Regions from separate parts of the Ovis aries genome. Here region 1 is linked to region 2. A link is a contact called in public Hi-C data. All regions are on one chromosome and are shown on one strand. The core of a region is the stretch at or near the end of the contact, and the rest is flanking DNA. Distances in the headings are between cores, read along the strand shown.

Region 1 (3,461 bases), core at 797-3,296, 370 kb after region 2:
ACATAATTTTAAGAAGCTTAACAAATTTAAAACATAACTCTGAACTGTACACATATTACATAAGAAAAAATAACATTTTATTTACTGTAATAAAATGGGGCGGGGGTGGAGGATGATGTAGTAGTGTCTGCTGTTGCAAAAGCCTGCTAAAGAAGTTGTCAGGAAGTTAAACTTCAGTGGATCAGGCATTAGGCTTGATAGAAATAATCATGTTTCAACCTTCTTAAAAACAGTCACATCTTACAAACACAATCAATTCTAACACAGTTTCACCTTTCCCCCAGCTCAGCTAGGGAAAGAAAAACACAGATACGATGTTTTTGAACCATTTCAACTAAGTTCATTACATTGAGAATGTTCTTTTAAAAGACCAGCATGGTTTTCCGTCATTTCTATTATGCTGTAAAGGGCCCATAGACATCCATCGAAATCTAAAGTACGGAAGACAAGCTTATATACACTTATCCCCAGACGCCGATTGACTGCAGTGGGTAGGTCATGGGCAAAATTCACAGGCTCATTGAAACTTTCACGGCTCAGCCAACAGCTCCTATCGGGTTTCCTGATCCTAAGGTGATTAAAACTGCAAGAGTTTCTCGCTGTTAAGATCAGCCGGAGGCTATTTCGGACCCTCAGACCGCAGTCCGCATAGCCCGCAGCCGCGCATCTTCAGCACCTTGGCTTGTGTATTAGGCTAACCTTTCCAAGCCAACCTTCGCAGGCCGTCTCCTCCAGCTTTTGAAATAAATCCCCCAAACGGGTGCAGTCAACTCAGCATCGCCTTCCACCGCACCCGCCGAGACCCTCCCTCCTGCGGTCATCCCCAGGCCGCCCTTCCGCAGGCGGCGACTTCGGCCTGGCTCCCCAAAGTGGGGGAGGAGATGTGCGGAGCAAGACGCCCCGCCAAGCAGCTCTTCAGCAGGCTCAGCGGCAGGGCGAGACGGGAGGGGAGTAGGGAAAGATGCTAAACGCCAGTGCCATATTTATATTGCCTTTTTCTTTGCCAGAAAGATTCCTTGTGTCCAAGAATATAGCCTTTAAAGGGGAGGAGGGGCGGGGAAGGATCTAAGCACTAAGCCTCTGCCCAAAGCTCCGCGATCTCCAGTATTCTCGCCCCTGTCCCTCGTGCGGGAAGGCTCCAGACACTCCCAACCTCGGACAGGTACACCTGCCCGACGGAGGAGGACCGGGCCGCCCCCGCAGAGGAAGGGATCGCCGGCACTCTGGCCCCAACAGCCCCCGCCAGCAGGGGTGACAGCCCCGGCGGAGTCGTGCCCCGCACAAACTTCCCAGTTACCGGGCTGCGGGGACAGATCGGCCGGAGAGCGGACGGACGGCCTGGGGCTGATACCGGTACTCGCCGCAGGGTTCAAATGCAAATTGGACCCTCCCGTCCCGCATCCGGCCCTACGGTCCCAAGGGGATCCCGGAGGCGCGCCCGGGCGGCCCCGAGGGGCGGACGCGAAGCGCGCGGGGCTGGGGGCACCCGAGCGCCGCGGCGAACGGGCAGCCCCGGAGGGCTAGCAGCCGGAGGGCCGGGGCCGGGCTCGGGCTCCCCGCCCCGCAGCAGCTGCAGCGAGAGGAGGAGGGGAGCGAGGAGGAAGAGGAGGAGGAAAGGGACTGCGCGCCGCAGCCCGAGTCCTTACCGAGTGGTTTACCCCCCACATCAGGACGCTGAGCAGCGGATCGCTGGCCCGAAAGAGCTTCACTTTCTGCGCGACGAAGTGCTTCTTCTTGGTCTTGGTCTTGCTCGCCAGGACGGAGGACCCCAGGTTGGGGGTCGCCATGGCCGCCGCCTCTGTCCCCTCCACCGCCGCGCTCCCGAGGCCGGGGACCCGCCCTCTCTACACGCCGGCCCGGGGAGGCAGCCGCATCCCCCTCGGCGGCGGCCCCGGCGCGCCGTGTCCCCGTACGCCCGCCGGTGCGCTCGTCCCGCGCAGCCCGCGGTGCCCGCTTGGCCGGGCTGGCGAAGAAGGCTGCGCTCGGCTCGCGCCCCGGCTCGGCTCCCGCGCCCGCCCGCCCGCGGCTCCGCGCTCAGCCCGCGGCTGGACCAGGCGCGCCGCGAGCGGCTTCCGCGTTGGGCGCCGGCGTCATGACGCAGGGGGCGGGAGGGCGCGCGGGCAGCAGCTGCGGCGCCGCCAGGCGGGGCGCGGCCGCGGGACCGTTAAGCTGCGCCCTCGCGCTCCGTCTCGGCAGCCGCGGCCCAGCAGCCCCGGGGGCGCAGGCGAGCTCCGGGAGGTAGCTCCCCGCGGGCCGAGGAGGCCGCCGGGTGGGCGTGCGACGCGGGGAGGGTGAGAACTCCCGCGCGGCGTCCTGGAGAAAAGAGCGAAGGGTGGGGAGGTCAGAGGACAGGGGCCCCCCAGAGGCGGCGGTCAGGCGAAGAAAGGAGGCTCCGCGCAGCGCCGCTTACCCGTGCCAGGAATGGGGAGAGCTAGTGAGACCTTGGGACGCTGTGGAGACCAGGGCTTCCCTAGCACCGAGGGAAAGAGCACAGCGTTGGCCGCCTCCCGAAGTGGTCCTGCAGTGACCTTATTAATCCTTCTGTGCCTCTACCCATCCGGCCTTTTGGACCCCGAACTTGAGCCTTCCCACAAGCCTGCAGAAGTGAGACTCCCGTCGAAGCTGCTGCGCTGTCATTACCACCACCGCCAACACCCTCCCTTAGACAGGACCCAGCATTCCTCATCCAGAGCCTTGGGTTTGACCAGGAGAATCACACCCTGAATTTCACCTTCTAGCTCAAATCCTTTGCAGTGTTTCCTGTACCCCTTCCTTTTATCCATTCCACTCATTCAAAAAACTAAGATCATGGCATCCGGCCCCACCACTTCATGGCAAATCGGTGGGGAAACAATGGAAACAGTGACGGACTTGACTTTCTTGGGCTCCAAAATCACTGCAGTTGGTGACTGCAGCCATGAAATTAAAAGACACTTGCTCCTTGGAAGAAAGGCTAGGACCAACCTATACAGCATGTTAAAAAGCAGAGACATTACTTTTCTGAAAAAGGTCTGTCTAGCCAAAGCTATGGTTTTTCTAGTAGTCATGTATGGATGTAGAGTTGGACCATAAAGAAGGCTTTGTGTGGAAGAATTGATGCTTTTGAACTGTGGTATTGGAGAAGACCCTTGAGAGTCCCTTGGACTATAAGGAGATCAAATCAGTCAATCCTAAAGGAAATCAATCCTGAATATTCATTAGAAGGACTGATGCTGAAGTTCCAACACTTTGGCCACCTGATGCGAAGAGCCAACCTATTAGTAAAGACCCTGATGCTGGGAAAGACGGAGGCAGGAGGAGAAGGGGGCCACAGAGGATGAGATGGCATCACTGACTCAATGGACATGAGTTTGAGCAAGCTCAGGGAGATGGTGAAGGACAGGGAAGACTGGCTTGCTGTAGTCCATGGGGTCGCCAAGAGTTGGACACAACTGAGGGATTGAACACCACCACCTTCCAAG
Region 2 (3,232 bases), core at 704-3,203:
GATTTAGTCAGAAACTGTATTTCACATCTGAGGGCAAGCATTTTGAAGATGAGATACTTTAGAGGAAAATTTTACTTTGATAGTGGTTTGTCAAAGGTTTAAAATCTTGAATTTTAAATTGTTTAGAAAGTGTCTCCCGACTTTTTTCTTACATCTTTCTCAAGCTTGGATACTTCTTTCTTGCGTTTTATCCTAAAAACGAGCCATGATATACATCTTTCAGGACTTAGTAGGAAAACTTAAAGATGCTTCGAAAAGCCTGGAAAGAGCAAGTCAGTTGTAACTTGGGAAAGTTAACGATCTGCCCGGATCTAGTGGAAGACCAGGAACGTCTTGCCGTCCGCTGAACTATCATTTCTGCGAGTTGGATGTCTTCCTTTTCAGAAGAGATTTTTTTCTTTTGGATTTCTGTCCCTCATAAGTTTTGACACTTTATTTTTTTATACCTGTGGAAGGGTTAAGAGGGAATTTCTGCCTAAGTATTTGAATTTTTAGTATTATCCGTACATTTGATCCCATTTGATCTTTTCCACGTCTTCCAAAAGGAAGTAGACAGTATTACATTCTGAATAAATTAAGTTGTTCCCACAAAAAGAGTGGTGAGAGTTTCTGGATTTGAGTTTGTTAATTATTACTTTGAAGACATAGACACGATTGGCGTTAACTTTTAACGATCTCCTCTCCTCAGGATTAAAGTTAAACACACTGAAAAGGATGCGATCTCCGGGGTTGCTTGAAGACCCCAGCTTCGGGACGTGGGGAGCGGGCGCGGTCGCCCAGCGGCGGGAGCCCGTCCGTTCCGTTAACTGCGCCCGAAGGCTCGCCCGCTGCCCGACCCTCGCCCGCGGGGCTCCCGAGGCCCTGCAGGGCCGGCCCCGCGCAGAGCCCCTGCCCGGAGCGAGCGGCTGCCCGCGCGCGCCCCGCCTCGGCCACTGGCGGGCGGGAAAGGGGGCCGGCGCGGCCGCGGGAAGACTGGGGCGGGCGCTGTTGTTTCCGCGAGCCCAACTCGGGCGCAGGTTCCGCGACGCGGCGCCGGAGTCTGGGCCGCAGCCCGTGGGGCCGAGCGGGGGCTGTCGGCCGGCGGTCTCCTCGCGGACATGTGTGCCGCGGGCGGAGACGGACCACGGAAAGAAAGAAATAACGGGGGTTGGGGTGGGCTGAGCTGCGTGCGGGGCCGGAGCGATGCCCGCGCCGAGAGCAGGGTGGCGCGTGTGGCGCTGTGGAGAAATGTCTCCGCAGCCGCGCCAGCGCCGCCGCCGCGCCGAGCGAGGAGGAGGAGGGGGCCGGGTCGCGCTACTCCGAGGGGAGGGGGCGGCCGCGGGCCCGACTACACCGACACTAATTCCCAGGCCGCCCTTAAGGAATGAGGGGAGCACGTGACCCGGTGGGGGGGCGGCGGGGGGAGGGGGCGGGCGGACTCTGAGCCATTTTGGAGCCGGTGTCAGTTTCCACTCTGCCTTCAGCGGTGCATTTTTTTTTTCCACCCTCCCCTCCCCCGTCCTCAGCCTTCCTCCCCTCCCCCCGCCTCTCCGCACGCACACACACGGCGCCCCCCACCCGCCCTCCTCCCCCACAACGGCAACTATGAAATAATAATCGTAGTATTAAAGGCAGAGATCGGGGCGAGACAATGGGGATGTTGGCGAGGGAGCCCCGATCCGGATTAGAAACACCTCCTAGCCCCGCAGAATAATACTGATCGCGCCCCCTCCGCGCGCTCCCTCCCCCGAGTGCGGAGCGGGAGGAGGCGGCGGCGGCGGCCGAGGAGGAGGAGGAGGCCCAGGAGGAGGAGGCGTTGGAGGCCAAGGAGGAGGAGGAGGAGGCCGCGGAGGAGGAGGAGGCCGAGGCGGAGGAGGAGGAGGAGGAGGCCGGGCTCGGGAGGCAGCATGAGCCGAGCGCGGCGGCCGCCGCTCCTCTCGGCTGCGCTCGTTGCCCATTGACAGCGGCGTCTGCAGCTCGCTTCAAGATGGCCGCTTGGCTCACATTCATTTTCTGCTGAACGACTTTTAACTTTCATTGTCTTTTCCGCCCGCTTCGATCGCCTCTCGCCGGCTGCTTTTTCCGGGTACGTAGGAGGCGAGGCGCCTCCGGGACGGGGCCTGGGGGCGGCGGGGGCCGCGCGGGACTCAGGCCGGCCGCGGGTGGACGGGGAACGGCCCCCCCCCACCGCGCCTCGCCCGCGCCGGCCGGGAGGGCGCTGACAGCGTGGGCGCCGAACCCCGCTCCGCCGCCCGCCGCCGCCCGCCGGCCCCGCGCGCCGCCCGGCCCCGCGCGCCGCCCGCGCCCGCGAGCGCGCGCCCGCCGCCGCCCGCCGACTCCCGCGGCGCCGGGACCGACCCGCAGCCCGCGCCGCGCCGCCGCCGCCAGCCGGCCTCGGCGCCGCTCCAGCCGCCGCCCGCTCCAGCCCGGACGCGCCGCGCGCGGCCCCACGTTTTAGTTCCTTTCTCCCCCGAGCGCCCCTCTACACCCTCGCGACGCACATGGCCCCCGAGAAGAATACTTCTATTTGCAGCCTCTGCGGCTCTCCCGGCCACGGCGCCCTTTGTTGAGAGGTAGATTTTGATGAAACGGGGACGGGTGCCTGAAATCGGGAGCTGCTTGGGTCAAGTGGCTTCCCTCCTCTCCCGAAGAAAGGGCTTTGGAGGGGTTTAAACAGCCAGAGAACGCCCCCATTTTATAGGGACGGGTTGCTTGGGGGGCCGCGATCCCGCCAAGGTGGATGTTAGGCTGAAAGGAGCCCGAACAAAAATGTTATTAACTTAAGTTGGAGGGACACTTGGGTGAATTTAGATGGCTTGTAAGATGGCGGTTCCCAGTTGTTTCCAAGGTCTCCTGCGTTTGTGTTTAAAATGGTAAAGTTTTCTAGGTGTTATTTGTTGAGAGTTTCGGATAAGTTCTGCAAATATTACTTGGGAGGTGCTCAATGGGAAGTGGGCATTTCAAATTTGGAGCTTTTTTTGGAGTAATGATGGTGAGTGGACGTTAGTCTTGCAAGAGGTTTCCTCTTTTTCCTTTTTCTTTTTCCCCCCGTCTCAGAGACTACAGTTTTGTGTTGGTTTTTTTTTTTCTCTTTTTTCCACCTCTAGTATGGGATGCACTTAGAACCATGACTTAAGTCTACAACGTTTTATAGGTTTTACTAAATGTCAGCATAGGTCATGTGGTGAAGAGATGCTTTGGAGAAAGGAGCACTAAAAAGTTGATGGCATATGTTTATGCAGTCTTTTGGGTT

What was found. Hi-C and Micro-C count contacts between places; a contact is called where the count stands out from the background.
Region 1: a contact with region 2 is called in a Hi-C map of tail adipose tissue, with 5 times the contacts expected there. The contact joins the promoter of PIP4K2A here to the promoter of BMI1 in region 2. A contact is called at or near these places in 2 of 16 Hi-C or Micro-C datasets (skin fibroblasts and tail adipose tissue).

What each region holds. Positions count from the first base shown.
Region 1 is chr13:23,210,319-23,213,779 of ARS-UI_Ramb_v3.0, forward strand. It overlaps PIP4K2A (phosphatidylinositol-5-phosphate 4-kinase type 2 alpha), which reads right to left and starts at 2,047. Exons shown (of 9, transcript XM_060397330.1): 1 at 1,647-2,047. The coding sequence starts at 1,787.
Region 2 is chr13:22,842,668-22,845,899 of ARS-UI_Ramb_v3.0, forward strand. BMI1 (BMI1 proto-oncogene, polycomb ring finger) reads left to right here and starts at 1,954. Exons shown (of 10, transcript XM_027976604.2): 1 at 1,954-2,065. It overlaps COMMD3 (COMM domain containing 3), which reads left to right. Exons shown (of 8, transcript XM_004014219.6): 8 at 224-594. The coding sequence ends at 283.